2 separate regions of the Zea mays genome follow, and region 1 is linked to region 2. Evidence: chromatin contacts called from public Hi-C data. All regions are on one chromosome and are shown on one strand. Each heading gives the region's core, a stretch centred on a gene start, on an enhancer-like site or on the middle of the called end of the contact. The rest is flanking DNA. Distances are from core to core; before and after follow the strand shown.

Region 1 (6,713 bases), core at 3,652-6,151, 140 kb before region 2:
TCTAAAGATATATAACTTTAGGTCCATAATTTCGTGGGGCTTCTAATGACCTACATCATCAACTACACTAAATATTTTAGAGTTAGAGCAGTTTTAAATAGACCTAAAGCCATATCCAACTAACCTTATATCTCATCCCCTAACTTATCTCATATTTTAAACTTTATTCTAAACTTTATTCTGCAAACATTATTATCTACAATTCTAAGTTCTCTATTTTACATTATCAACATAAGCCTGACCTACGAGGTTGCGAACATGTGAGACCAATCTCACATATACATTTTCCGTCTAAAAAATAACACAACTATGTATGTTACGTGTAAACTAAAGTGAATCACGTTGACTCAAATTTGTAGTGATAATATTTATATTTTACGATCCAAATCAATTTACGAAAAAATACATTTCAGAATTAATTTGTTAGTGTTTATTTGATATTATAGATTGATATCTTTTATTTATACTTAATCAATTTTAATAATACTAAATTATGACACCATATTGTGTGAAGACGTAGTAGGTAGACCAAAGTATGGGCCACTAAAAATTCAGACTTGGTTCAACCCGACCAATGCAACGGGCAGACACACAGACCAAAGTTTCTGATTTACAATAATTCATGGACTAGATGCGGGTCATGATTTTTGATCCAAAATCCGACCCAACCCGAAAAACCAACCAAAAGCCAAATAAAATGACCCTAGTCCAAAAAAAAAACTCAGACCTGAAGTACACGGATCAAGCCGTTTTGACCCAACACTATGCATGGATCGAGTGCAAGTCATACCAAACGACTCACAACCGACTTTGATAAAATTCGAAATGGATCGTTTTAAGTTAGTAGTAGGAGAGCTCGTGCCGTATCCATCAAGGTTCTCGTATCGTATACACGTGAGGTTATCACAAGTTACGTGATGGCGCGTGAACTGGGCTGCGCTGCGCAGCCCTAGCTGTTGAGAAGACCGGTCCTTCCTTCTTGACCTCGAACTGAGCTCGCCATATGTGACTCGACGACAAACGAAGGCCACGAGCCCACGACCAGAGTAGGCGTAGGAGTAGGTCTCAGAAAGATTAACCAAACGTTTCAAATTTCCGCAAACGGCTTCCATCGAGAATTTAAAACTTCTTCCGCAGAGGAATTGAGAGTGGTTTTATCGCTAGGGGGCGCGAGCGCGGTTAGATTAAGGTCAAAACACGGGGCTTAATTAAACGCGTACGGCGTCCTGGCCTGGCGTCCGCATGATATTGATATGGCGCCGTGACGCCGGTGACATGAGTAAATTCAGGGACGGCCCCTGTCGGCACATCACGTCGGACGGCCACAGTGCCGTGACGGACTTTAACATGCAGCGTGCACGTCGCGATGTGATGGCGCGCGGTAGGATGTGATCAGGCCGCGGCCGCCCATGATCCTGATCCTGAGAGGAGGAGACGCACGCCTACGCCTGTGTGTGTTGTGTGTTGCCAGTTGCCCGTAGCGTTTCCGCTCCGGTCCATGCATCCCACAGGCGGACCTGGCCTGGCCCCTGGGCTGCCTTTCAGTCTCAGGCTCTCACCGCCGGCGCCGGTGTCCTTTCGTCTTGGAAAAAAAACACGAATGACGGCGACGCGACCGCGCGCGCCTGTATCATAGTACGTGTACCTGTATGCAAGCGGCGCGCGCGCGGCAGCTGATCCACGGCTCCACTCCAGTCTCCACTCGTCGACGACGGACGGCGGATCGGTCAGAGACGGTCACCTGACAAGCCCGGCATCGCTTTTCACGCTGCTGTCCTCGACAGTTTCCGCATTCAAGGTCTCCTTCTTGTCAAGTCAATTCAGTTGTACGTGTGGCTGACTGACTCACACTCCAGACTCCAGTACCCGAGCAGGTGGTACTACTCCGTCATGTTGACCCTACATGATTCAAATTTTATATTCAAATAGCTGCCATTTTTTTTCCTAACACATCATTATCTCTATTCCTTTTTTTAATTTTGTATGATTTATTTATTTTTGTTTCGTTTAAATTGTCATGTCAAAACTTGAAATGCCAACAATTTTGACACGCAGAGAGAAAGAGAGAGAGAGAGTAGTTGTCGCTAGTCGTTGCAGTGACCGAGGGATCATCTGTTGCTTGCTTGGAGACGACACGACACTTGAAGCCGATCCATCGATACCGTACCATGGAGTAGTAGCGCACAACAGTGCTTAAAAGATGCGTACGTTCACAACAGTGCTTTGAATTGACATGGGTTGGGCGCTAGCTAATACTCCCTCCGTTTCTTTTTAGTTGTCGCTGGATAGTTCAATTTTGCACTATCCAGCGACAACTAAAACGAAACGGAGGGAGTAACAAGCTAGTAGTGGAGGCAGTCGCGCCAGTCAGTTTGCGTTGCGGAGACTAACTCCGTTGTACTAGTGCTTAATAATGTGCAATCATTCTCACTTTAAGCGTTCGTAATCACGGGTATAAGCACCTTGTACATGATCTAGCTTCATGATCTTCAAACCAATCATGGGTGTCATCATTTGGCAAACAAACAAAACCACGACCACCATCACCACCACGATCATGCTTATTTTCCGTGTGATTGCAATAATACTTTTGCCAAACGTAACATCCGAGATAATCCCCGTAAAGAACAATACTACGAAAACCAAAAAAAAAAAAAGAGGCAGAAGTGGGAAATCATGTTCTCAGCTCCTGTCCAGATCGTTGTCTCAACGCGGTCTCAGCTTAATCTCTGATGGACCCAAAAAGGAGAAGGTACTGGCCCTGGTCTCCACCCTGGTCCACCAACGAGTTACAACAACTAAAAAGGGTGTAGCAGCTGTGTGTTTCACATGCATCAATCAAAAGATCGAAAAGGTTAACTAATTCGGTTCGCTAGCAGAAATTACGCCTAAGCAAGCGCGCGTTACCACATGTTTTGAAACGAAACACAAAAGGGTGGGACCTTCTCTAGAGCTAGCTACTAGGAGCCGTCGGATACGGGATCCAACGGACGACGACCCGGGGAGAACCAAAAAAAAACCCTAAAGCTAGGCCTAAGTGTATTTACTACTTATCAGCCTAAAACTCCCTCGGGTCGATGAATATGGAGCGTCTGGCCGGCGCCTTGGTCCAGTCGCCGAGCGGGCCGGAGCCGTAGCCGTCCGCGAGCCGCTTGATGCACCAGAGGTCCTCGGCGCCTAGCCGCGCCCAGTGCGGCACCCCGGCGCGGACGGGCTCGCAGGCGCCGACCTCGGTGGCCACCACGCCGCACCCGCCGTCGCGCGCCATGTTGTGCGCGCTGCGGCACAGCGCGCGGGCGAGCCTGGGCGCGTCGGGCCCGGCGCCGCCCAGGCCGTAGAGGAAGTAGAGCCCGAACGGCGCGAACAGGTTGGGGATGGAGGGGATCCCGAGCCACGGCGCCGCGCGGTCCACCAGCCGCGTGGCGCCCGCCGCGGCGCGCATCAGGCGCGGCGCCCCGCGCACCTCCAGCCGGAAGGCGTCCATGCAGTTCCACACGCTCAGCACGGCCCACGACGCCGGCGGCGCCGCCACGAACGCCTCCGCGCCCTCCCACCGCGCCGGCGACGACGGCAGCGCCAGGAACGTGCCCAGCGACAGCGCGTTGGATAGCACGGCGCCGATGTCGGCGGGGAAGAACTCCACGCCGGCGAAGTGCCAGCGGTACAGCAGCTCCGCCTCCCGCGGCTCCAGGGCCACGATGGCCGCGCTCCGGGACGGCCTCAGGGCGTGCCGGAACACCGGGTGCACCAGCACGGACGGCGTGCGGAACTTGGCGTAGCCGCAGCGGCCCGTGAACAGCCGCACCGACGCCTCGTTGTCCTGCTCCGTCGCCATGTACGAGTACTCGGCCCCCCTTTGCCGGAACCACTCCTCCATACGATCCACCAGCTTCTTCCCCACCCCTTTCCTCCTGCACACGGCAACAGTGAGCTAACAGTGAACCATGATTATATATTCTTCTTCTCCATGATGATGACCACGACGACGACGAACAAAACAACAACATTATATTGGCGCGCAGCACTGATCGATGGCAACCATGCACCCGCGCAATATTGTATATATATATAGTACACAGTGGGACGATAGTACTACGAGTACGTACCGGTGGCTGGGCGAGACGCGGAGGCCGAGGATGTAGCCAACCTTGGTGTAGATGGGGTCGTCCTTATTAGCCTGCTGGGTGGTGGTGGTGCCAGCAGAGACGACGGTCTTGACGCAGCCGCGGACGACTCCGGCGATCTCCGTGCTGTTGGGGCCGGTTGCTGTCTCTGCGACCTGCTTTTCCAATGCATATCCCGGCCGTTCAGACATGCGTTTCGCGGGCAGTCCATTAATTTCAGTTGAGTTCCTTCCTGTTTCCTCCGTCCGGCCGGGACCCACGTCGTACTACGTACGGGGCGCCGGAACCGGAACGAGAAGAAACGAAACGAAACGAAACGAAAACGAAACACGACGAGGCGGAAGGAGACGAGGGCGGGAGGCATGGGGGGACGGGCGCAGGACAGGTGGTAGGCTAGGTCGGGCGAGCCCAGCCCCAGCCCCAGCGGCTCATCTCACACCTGCTGCATCTGGCCGGCCGGCCGCTGGGCCTGTGCTTAGCCGCAGGCAGCCACGACCACAACGTGGGTGTATAGAGCAGACAGAGAGCGCGCGAGCACAGCACGTACGCACGTGTACACGTACCAGCATGAGGGAGTCCGGCGAGTGGCGAATGCGGCAGAGCGGGTCGCCGAGGAGGTCCGTGAAGAGGCACATCTTGCCGCCGCCGCTGCACCCGACCTCGCACGCGCGCTCCACCTCCTCCACGCCGACGCGGTCGCGCGCGGCGTCGTACGCCCGCACCACCACCACGACGGCCGGCGCCTCGACCATCTCCCGCGGCCGGCCGGTACGGTCTCCCAGGAACGAAGGGGCGAGAGAGGAGCTGGGTGGGTTTAATTTGGTGCTTGATATAGTAGTTGCCCGCCCGCTGCGGCGCGAGAGGGGTGGTGATGAAGAAGGGAGCGAGCGAGAAGGCCGCAAGTATGAATCACGTGAGTGCGCGGGCGGGAGGCGGAGGCGAGGGCGTCCTTTTGCGTGCCTGCCTTCCTCTACAGTTACTAATCCTCCCCACACACGCACGAAGGAGTAGCGGCGCAGCCTATCCGCCGCCCACTACTCCGCACTCCGCGGCTAGCGCGATATCGCACCCGGTGCAATAACTGGCGGCGCCTGTCTAGCTTGCTAGGCAGGGCGCGATTGCGTGCGCGGGACAGGCCCGAGCTCAGGACAGCCAGCTAGCAGGAGGCGCGCTTTCGAAGGAGAGGAGGCGGCGGCGGCGGCGGCGGTGGTAAAGCTGCAGGCTTTGCGCAGGGAAGATGACTGATGAGTAGGATCGACAACAGGTTGCTACTACAGACTCCCCCTACAGGAGAGGGGATGCTGCTCACTGCCTCACTGTGGGCTTGGATAGTTGGATGGATGTGTGGTGAGTAACTGAGTGGTGAGTGGTGGTGTAGTGTAGCGATCCGCAGCACAGGGGAAGGCGGCTGCTCACTGCTGCCCAGGCTAAGCTCCGTTGATGGCGTGGGAGCCGCTTGCCCTGCTATTTATACCGGCCATTGGACCTCGGAGTTGGCCCCACCAGGTGAAAAAGGTAACAATCGGTCCCGCTCTTTCCATTTTCACTTTGTTCAGTACTATTCAGGTTTAATCTTCTTTTAGCATATCAACTTGAGCTTCAACACGGTCCAAAATCTTGAGCTATATATATAGGTATTGGAAGTTTTCTAAAACCCATAAATTTAATTAGTGCAGCTAATTAAGCTTGTTTATCTTTCTTCTGTATTCTTTCTTTAACATAATAAATACCATTCAGAAGTCTATATTAATTTCTATCCGATTATGATAAACTTATTTATTGTAGTTTTTTTACGGTTTAATGTCACATGCCTCAGCCTTTTAACTATTGTCAAAAGACAAGAATCCATGACAACACCAAGTTTAGACAAAACACTCTCTATTTCCTACCGAAGACAGGGAACCCTCTCCTTGCAAAACAGAAAAGTTAGAACTCAGCGACCAACAACGAATACCCTAGAGCAAAGGAAGAAAGGTCTCAAACCCCAAAGCCAGCTAGAACCCAAAGGAGCATCCAAGGCACACCACCAAGCTTCTGTGGAAGTCTTCCATGGGATCATCAAATATTTCACCGCAACTTCCTTTCCGCCACGAAACATTTCAACACCATGTTATATATTTAGACAACGTCCCCAAGTTGAATTGGGTGGCCAGAACAGTCCTTGTCGCACTCTTGGTTTTCTCCATAGTGATCTTCAATTGCTCTTTCTTTTCCGGAGGGCATAAGATTATCCAATTTTGTAAAAGCCCACATATCCTGTGGATCCATCATCTCCATGTTTCTCCAACCTATTCTACGAAAGCATAACTCATTCAAGAGTGAAAGGGTGTAGTCCCTCAAGTATTTTGGTGATTATTGACAATATAAGATAATTGTGACTAATGCCATAGATAAATTTGAGTTAGGTCACAATGATGGAGATTGGTTTGGTCAATGTACGGTTCTGATGCCCCTGCTTATTGATTTTCATTGCAGTTTTTTAAAGGATGAAAGAAAAAGGTTCAGGATGCACTAGTTTGACATTTATATTAGTTTAGGACCTGATTTTTTCTTTAACTATACTATTAAAGGGGTATGAGCTATTAGCTT
Region 2 (7,716 bases), core at 2,823-5,322:
CTTCTCCTGTGGGGGGGGGTGTGAGACAGCAAGAGTGAGCTCACATACGTTCATCGCTCAACAAGTTGTGGGGAATAATGTGGCATGAACTCACCAAAGGTGGGAGTTCATGAAGTGTAAGGCTAATCAATGAAGTAAAGGCTGAGGCTGAGCATTGCTTTTATAAGTTGGTCAAAATTTTATTAGCAATTACTAGGTGTAAGTAATTACCAAACCTTAATAATAATAAAGAAAAGTAATAGTAAAATAATCCCAAATGCGATGCAAATGTCAAATTGAATTTAAGTTCCATAGTAAAATAATCCCAAATCCATCCGCAACCTCCCCCTGGTTGGAGATCTACGCAGGAGGCAGATGCTCCAGCCAGGCTCGGGCGGCGTCGGAGAGGAACAGGGGGAGGTTGCGGATGATGAGGTTGTCACTGTTCGTTCCACCCAGCTGGTAGGCCAGCCGGTAGTCCGCGAGCCACAGTTCCGGCCTTGTTTCCCCCGAGTACTTAGTGATGGTAGTCGGGGCTCGGAACCGGGTCGGGAACGGTGCCCGTCGTATGGCCCGACTGAAAGCTTGCGGACCGGGTGGTTCGGGCGAGGGGCTCCGATCCTCCCCGCTGTCGTAGCGTCCCCCACGCCTGGGGTGGTAGCCTCGGCGCACCTTCTCGTCGAGGTGGGCTCGACGGTCGCGGAGGTGGTCCTCGTTGTCGAGGCGACCCGGGGCTGCAGGCGTTGCGTCCCACGTGCGCCTGGTGTGGACCGAGGCTTCCCGCATGAATCGGGAAGTCGCGGTGCGATGCTCCGGGGGGTACCCTTGCCTTCGGGAGGAAGAGCTCTCGGCCCATCGCACCGCAGCATCCTCCAGGAGATTCTTGAGTTGTCCCTAGATACGCCGCCCCTCGGTGGTGGATGGCTCCGGCATCGCTCGGAGTAGAATTGCCGCTGCAGCCAGATTCTGACCGACCCCACTGGAAGCCGGGGGCAGCCTTGCCCTGGCATCGTCAGCGATGCGGTGTCGGACGTCCTGGGCCTGATGACGTGCTTCTCCGGCCAGTGCTCGGCCTGCCCACTCCTGCCCGATGTTTTGCCGGAGCTGCACAAGTTGTCCTGCTTCCTCGTCGAGCTTGGCCTGCATCTCGCGGATTTGCTCGAGTTGTGTGTCCTAACCCCCCGCAGGGACTGGGACCACAGCTAGCTCTCGCAGGATGTCAACGTGGGGCGCAGGCCTAGGGGGATCATCGTCCTCCGGCATACCAAGGTGGTTGCCTTCGTCGAGACCCCCTAGATCGACGTGGAAACATTCGTGACTTGGGCCACAGTCCTCGTCGTCAAGGCTGTGGCCATCATCGGAGTAATCGAAGAAGCAGTAGTCACATGCGGTCATGAAGTCTCGCATGGCACTAGGATTACCGAGCCCGGAGAAATCCCAACCAGAGTCGGGCTCGTCATCTTCCTCGGAACCCGGGGGCCCGTAGGTCGAGATGGCCGTCAGTCGGTCCCAGGTTGACCACATATGGTACCCCGGAAGGTTAGGATATGCCTTTATGAAAGCGTCCACCGAAGCGGGATCGCTTGGTGGGTCAAAGTTGAATCTAAAAGGCACAGGGTGGAAAACGGACGGTACCTCTCGATCGATGGACGGTGACGAAGTCGCGTCGGGGACGGACGACACCGTTATCTTCGGTACGAAGCTAACGCCCAGCAAGTCCTCCGCGAGGGTGCTGGCGTCATCTGTCCGCTTGGGGTTGGCACGTTGCGGGGAAACGGCGCTCGTCGTCGTCTCAGGCGCGAGGTCAACGCCCGACGTGTCCTCCGCTGGGGTGCCGGCGTCGTCGACTCGCTCGACAGACAACAAGGTGTCGCCTCCTGCTTGGCCATGGTTGCCCCGCCTCCTTCTCCTGCGGCGAGGAAGGCGACGGGACAAACCCGGATGCTGCTCTTCCGCCATGGGGGGAAAACGTCGCCGAGTCCACCGCCGTCGAGCGGGCTGACGACCGTCGTTGTCGCCGTCGCGCAGCGGAGGAAGGAGTACCATGTCGTAGCTGCCGTCGAGGGACATGAACTCGAGACTCCCGAAACGGAGCAGCGTCCTGGGCTGAAGAGGTTGCTGGAGACTACCCATCTGGAGTTTGACGGGAAGTTGTTCGTCAACACACAGTAGGCCCCTACCTGGCACGCCAACTGTCGGTGTTTCGACCCCGGGGGTCCCTGGACCGACGAGTAAATTGTCGTTGCGTGTCCCAGCCCAGATGGGTCAGCGCGAGATGGAACACAAGGGGGAAAGAGAACCGCGGCTCGTGTTATCCTGCGCCCAGGGCGGATGCGCTTGCAGTAGGGGGTTACAAGCGTTCGCGAGAGAGGGAGAGAGCCCGTTCGTCAGCCCGTCCTCCCGCGCGACCACCTTTTCGTACGAGGGCCCTGGACCTTCCTTTTATAGATGTAAGGAGAGGGTCCGGGTGTACAATGGGGGTGTAGCAACATGTTAACGTGTCCGGCAGAGAGGAGCCAGAGCCCTATGTACATGCCAACGTGGCTGTCGGAGAGGTGCTAGAGCCCTGTGCATGCGATGTCGTGGCCGTCGGAGGAGCGCTTGAGCCCTGTAGAAGCACAACTGTCGGGGCTGCCGGGACCTTGCTGACGTCTCCTTGCTTCCGTATGAGGCTGAGAACCGCCGTCGTCATGGCGCGCACGGGTTGCCATCATTACTTATTTTACCGGGGCGAGCCAGATGGGACGCCGGTCTTGTTCCCCGTAGCCTGAGCTAGCTAGGGGTAGGGTAATGATGATCCCTCCTGTGGCGTGGTCGGTCCGAGCCTAAGGTCGGGCGAGGCAGAAACTCCTCCTGAGGCCGAGGTCGGGGTTGGGTGAGGATGTGATTCCTTCTGAGGTCGGAGCTGAGGTCGAGCCCTGGGGTCGGGCGAGGCGGAGTCCATCTTCCGAGGCCGAGGCGGGGGCCGAGCCCTGGGGTCGGGCGAGGCGGAGACTTCTCCTGATGTCGAGGCCCAAGGTCGGACGAGGCGGAGATTTCCTGTTGCGCCTGAGACGGGACTTAGCTGTTGTCAGCCTCACCCTGGCGGGTGGCACAACAGTCGGAGCGGGGCAGGCGGCGCTGTTTTCCTGTCAGGTCAGTCAGTGGAGGGCGAAGTGACTGCGGTCACTTCGGCCCTGCCGACTGAGGAACGTGCGTCAGGATAAGGTGTCAGGCGATCATTGCATTGAATGCTCCTGCGATACGGTCGGTTGGCGAGGCGATCTGGCCAAGGTTGCTTCACTGCGAAGCCTGCCCGAGCTTGGCCTCGGGCGAGTCGAGGGTGCACCCGTTGCTTGAGGAGGCCCTCGGGTGAGGCGTGAATCCGCCTGGGTCTACTGTTCCTGCCCGAGGCTGGGCTTGAGTGAGGCGAGATCGCGTCCCTTGAGTGGACGGAGCCTTGACCTGAGTTGCGCCCATCAGGCTCTGCAGCTTGTGCTGATGGTGATTACCAGCCGAGTTTAGGAGTGTTGGGGCATCCCTAATTATGGTCTCCGACATAAAACTAAATTATTTAAACAACTTTTTATAAACTGTTTTTAATCTAAAACTCGTGAAACTATCTTAGGAGTTGTTTGGTTAGAGGGACTAAAGATTAGTTTCTAGTTTTTAGTCCCATTTAGTACATTTTTTGCCAAACACCATGACTAAAATATGGACTAAAATGATTTAGTCTCTAGTCTTTCACCTAGGTACTAAAAGAGACTAAATGCCCATAATTATCCTGTTGCCCAAACCTATCCTAGTCTCTCTCGCACAGTTGCACGTAGTCTTCTAGTGTTCCAAGAGCATTTGAGTCTTTGGATAGTTACTATTATGACTTTAGAATCTGTTTAGTCTCTACAACAAATAGGTAAGGAATAAAGTTTAGTCCTAGGAATAAAGTTTAGTCCTAGACTAATTGAAATCAAACAGGCCTTAAACAGACCTAGTAACTGATTTGCTGTTTTAAATCTTGTTTCTCAGATCAGACAGCCCATACTGTTCCATCTACTGATCTACCAGATCGGCGGCCGCCTCCAACTTAATTGTGGGCCTCGGACCCTCTCTTTGTTCTTCCGTTTCCACCCTCTCTCTCGTGGTTCTCCCGTGCTCTGTGTCCGTAGCGGCGACGACTGGGCGATCGCCGCCGCCTTAAGCCAGGTGCTCAGGTCTGCCACTTGGCACTTCGCCGGCGACGAGCACCTAACAGGTACGCCCAGACCTTTTCCGTTCCTGCTGTGCGAAACCGAGCACCCAGATCCTAGCTTAAGGTACTTGTAGTCGGATCGGATCTGATCCGTTTCCGAACTTCGATATTTTTTTCAAAAATTATCGAGTGTACATGTGTACACTGAGTCTCTCCGAGATCTGTGGCGTGAGATTCCGCCTTTTGTTTCGAAGGATTCGTCGTTCTTTTATGATTGAGCTCGTAGGCGCAATGTTCAGATCCGTATACGAATCTATGATCCATATACAGTTACTTGGTCGCTGTGTTCTGTAGGATTTACAAGTGAGCGAATCGACTTCTACGTAATGGTAATAATAGATTTGACTTCTCTAAAATAGTACTTACAAGTGAGCAACTTCTCTAAAACAGTATTTTACCCTTATTTCAATTTTATTTTTTTATTTTCTACTGCTATCGAATGCTGGAAGCCTGGAACGGTGCACATAAACATTCCTTTTCAATTTCTACATCTATAATCTATAATTCTATATCCATAACACTATATAAAACACCGGTTCAAATTAATCTAGATCCACCCAACAAATGACTTCCGATGAGATGTTTTCTTCGTGCACCCCGTTTTGTACACATAAAAAATCCTACACCATCACATTGAACCGTCTAGATCTTTTCTCCCTCATTCTTTCTCTCACGCGCTCACATCTAATGACTAATGGTCACAGACATCCAGATCATCTCTCACGCTCCCTCCTCTCCCTCACCGGCGGACATTTTATTGGCGTTAAAAAAAAAAGATTTGCATGCATGTGCATATTAGCGTAAAAAAAGGAAGTCGATAAAATTGATTGGACATCTGGGCTACTAGCATAAAAGGAAGAAGATTGAAGGATGTGAAAAAGAATAAGAAGTACGAATATTGTTCTAGATAATGTAAAATTAAAAGAATAGAAATGGTTGGCGCGATTTAAAAATAGCTTAAGATTTCCAATATAAAATTACCTTCTACGTTTTAGAACGAAACTTTTAAAATCGATTGTGCTTTTAACTTTTTTAGTCACTTGAAAAAAATTATTATTTTACTGAGTGATTTTTTATAAACTATTATAGAAATGCTCTAGCTTTGCAACTTCCTTTGGTTTAATCCACCAGTTTAAACTTTGCAAAAAACACTGAACCAAATCACCCTCACACCCGTAATCTCCACTAAATGCATCAAATAAATTGCACCCAGACTTAACACGCCATCAAAACCAATGATTCGGATCGCTAGATAAACCCCTCTCCTTTACTCAAATTCACTGGGCAATATTATTTGGATCATCCTTCATCCCCACTCTCCCCGCGTCCTCGCCACCGTGTTGGCAATAATAGGTACCATAAATTCACTTCTTGGTTCTGTGCAGTTAGGTAACATACAGCTCTGTAGTGTTTGGTTCCAAAGTCAGTTGGGATGGAATGGCTCCATACCAGAGAGTGGATCCGTCCGAGAGATTTAGGAGAGCCAGATGGTTCATCATTTAAGCATATTTTTTCTTTTTTGGAGCCACTCTGTCCTACATGGAACCAATCCAAACAACAACAAATTGGAAGCAGAGCGGCTCCGTCCCACCATATTCCGGAACCAGACACTACCTAAACCGCTTCTCTTGACTAAATCGCATCTATCAAGTATTCAAGTCACTACAAGGAAATGAGTGGGTCACATGGCAAATTGATGCAAGAATATATTTTTCTCTGCACACTTTGTATTACGCGTTTGATGGTTATATTAGCTCTGGTTTTCATTTTCTTGTGCTGCTCTTCCTTTGTCTGCATGTACATGTATTTTGGTAGGCTCGCTTATGTTTTAACTCTAATGGATGGATGCATCTTTTTCATTAGAATTGTGACCACACATAGAGTAGGAAGGTTTCATTATGTTACTAGATTTGGTGCACATTGTACATAATGCTGATCAATATCTCCTTTAATATAGAGAGATGGCTGGTGGTTTTCGAGTACTGCATCTTGTGAGGCCATTTCTGGCTTTCTTGCCAGAAGTACAGAGTGCTGATAGGAAAATACCATTCAGAGAGAAAGTGATCTACACGGTCATTTCTCTCTTCATTTTTCTGGTCTGCAGCCAGCTCCCACTCTATGGCATTCATTCAACTACTGGCGCTGACCCTTTCTACTGGATGCGTGTTATTCTTGCATCAAACCGTGGTACTGTTATGGAACTGGGTATCACTCCAATTGTAACATCTGGAATGGTGATGCAACTTCTAGTGGGATCAAAGATTATTGAAGTTGACAACAGTGTGAGGGAGGATCGTGCTCTGCTGTAAGTGTTGTTGGGTAGTATAGACATCAAATTCTATATGTATTGGTGGATGCTTTGATTATCCATCCTTTTATCAATTGACTGACATTGAGAACTGCAAAGCTTTATGGTTTTTATTCTTGTATCTGGTGTTTTCATGTGATTCATAGTGTACTTTTTACCCAGAAATGGTGCGCAGAAGTTGCTTGGTATCCTTATTGCCATTGGAGAAGCCGTGGCGTATGTTCTCTCTGGAATGTATGGCAGTGTGAGCCAACTTGGAACTGGGAATGCTATCCTCATTATACTTCAGCTTTTCTTTGCTGGTATCATTGTCATCTGTCTAGATGAACTCCTACAGAAAGGCTATGGTTTGGGATCTGGTATCTCTCTGTTCATTGCTACGAATATCTGGTAAGCATATTAAGGGCCTGTTTGGTTCACTACCTCAGTTGCCACACTTTGCCTAACTTTTCTGCCTAAGGTTAGTTATTCAATTCGAACTACTAACCTTAGGCAAAGTGTGGCACATTTAGCCACAAACCAAACAGGCCCTAAATGCCACATCTCATTGATTAGCTATTCTGTATGTGCGGCTTACGGTAAACTCATGTCCATGTAGTGAGAATATCATCTGGAAGGCGTTTAGCCCAACAACCATCAACAGTGGGCGTGGTGCTGAATTTGAAGGGGCAGTCATTGCATTGTTCCATCTATTGATTACTCGCACAGATAAAGTCCGTGCTCTACGCGAGGCTTTCTACCGTCAGAATCTTCCAAATGTGACCAATTTACTTGCTACTGTATTGGTCTTCCTCATAGTTATCTATTTCCAAGGTTTCCGTGTTGTACTTCCAGTGAGGTCAAAGAATGCCCGTGGTCAACAAGGCTCATACCCAATCAAGTTGTTCTATACTTCCAACATGCCTATCATTCTGCACTCTGCACTAATTACCAACCTCTATTTCATATCCCAGGTATGTGCTTCAATTCCAGTGTTTCATTACAATTGATCTTTTCATGAATTTGCATGGACTAAAAATGTTTCTATGGCAGCTTCTCTACAGGAAATACAGTGGAAATTTCCTTGTTAACCTTCTTGGGAAATGGAAGGAATCTGAGTACTCTGGCCATTCTGTTCCGGTTGGTGGTCTTGCTTACTATGTGACTGCGCCATCAAGGTGAATAATTAGTTTCTTTTATCTTACTGCCTTCTCCTTTATGA

What was found. Hi-C and Micro-C count contacts between places; a contact is called where the count stands out from the background.
Region 1: a Hi-C map of leaf shows a contact between it and region 2, with 4 times the contacts expected there. The contact joins the promoter of LOC100384002 here to the promoter of LOC100276798 in region 2. A contact is called at or near these places in 10 of 25 Hi-C or Micro-C datasets (bundle sheath, ear, endosperm and 5 more).

What each region holds. Positions count from the first base shown.
Region 1 is chr1:286,694,611-286,701,323 of Zm-B73-REFERENCE-NAM-5.0, reverse strand. It overlaps LOC100384002, which reads right to left and starts at 4,901. Exons shown (of 3, transcript NM_001176613.1): 1 at 4,688-4,901; 2 at 4,107-4,279; 3 at 2,858-3,911. The coding sequence starts at 4,876. The coding sequence ends at 3,059.
Region 2 is chr1:286,556,068-286,563,783 of Zm-B73-REFERENCE-NAM-5.0, reverse strand. LOC100276798 (SecY protein transport family protein) reads left to right here and starts at 4,072. Exons shown (of 6, transcript NM_001150508.1): 1 at 4,072-4,210; 2 at 6,678-6,905; 3 at 7,114-7,468; 4 at 7,548-7,672. The coding sequence starts at 6,748.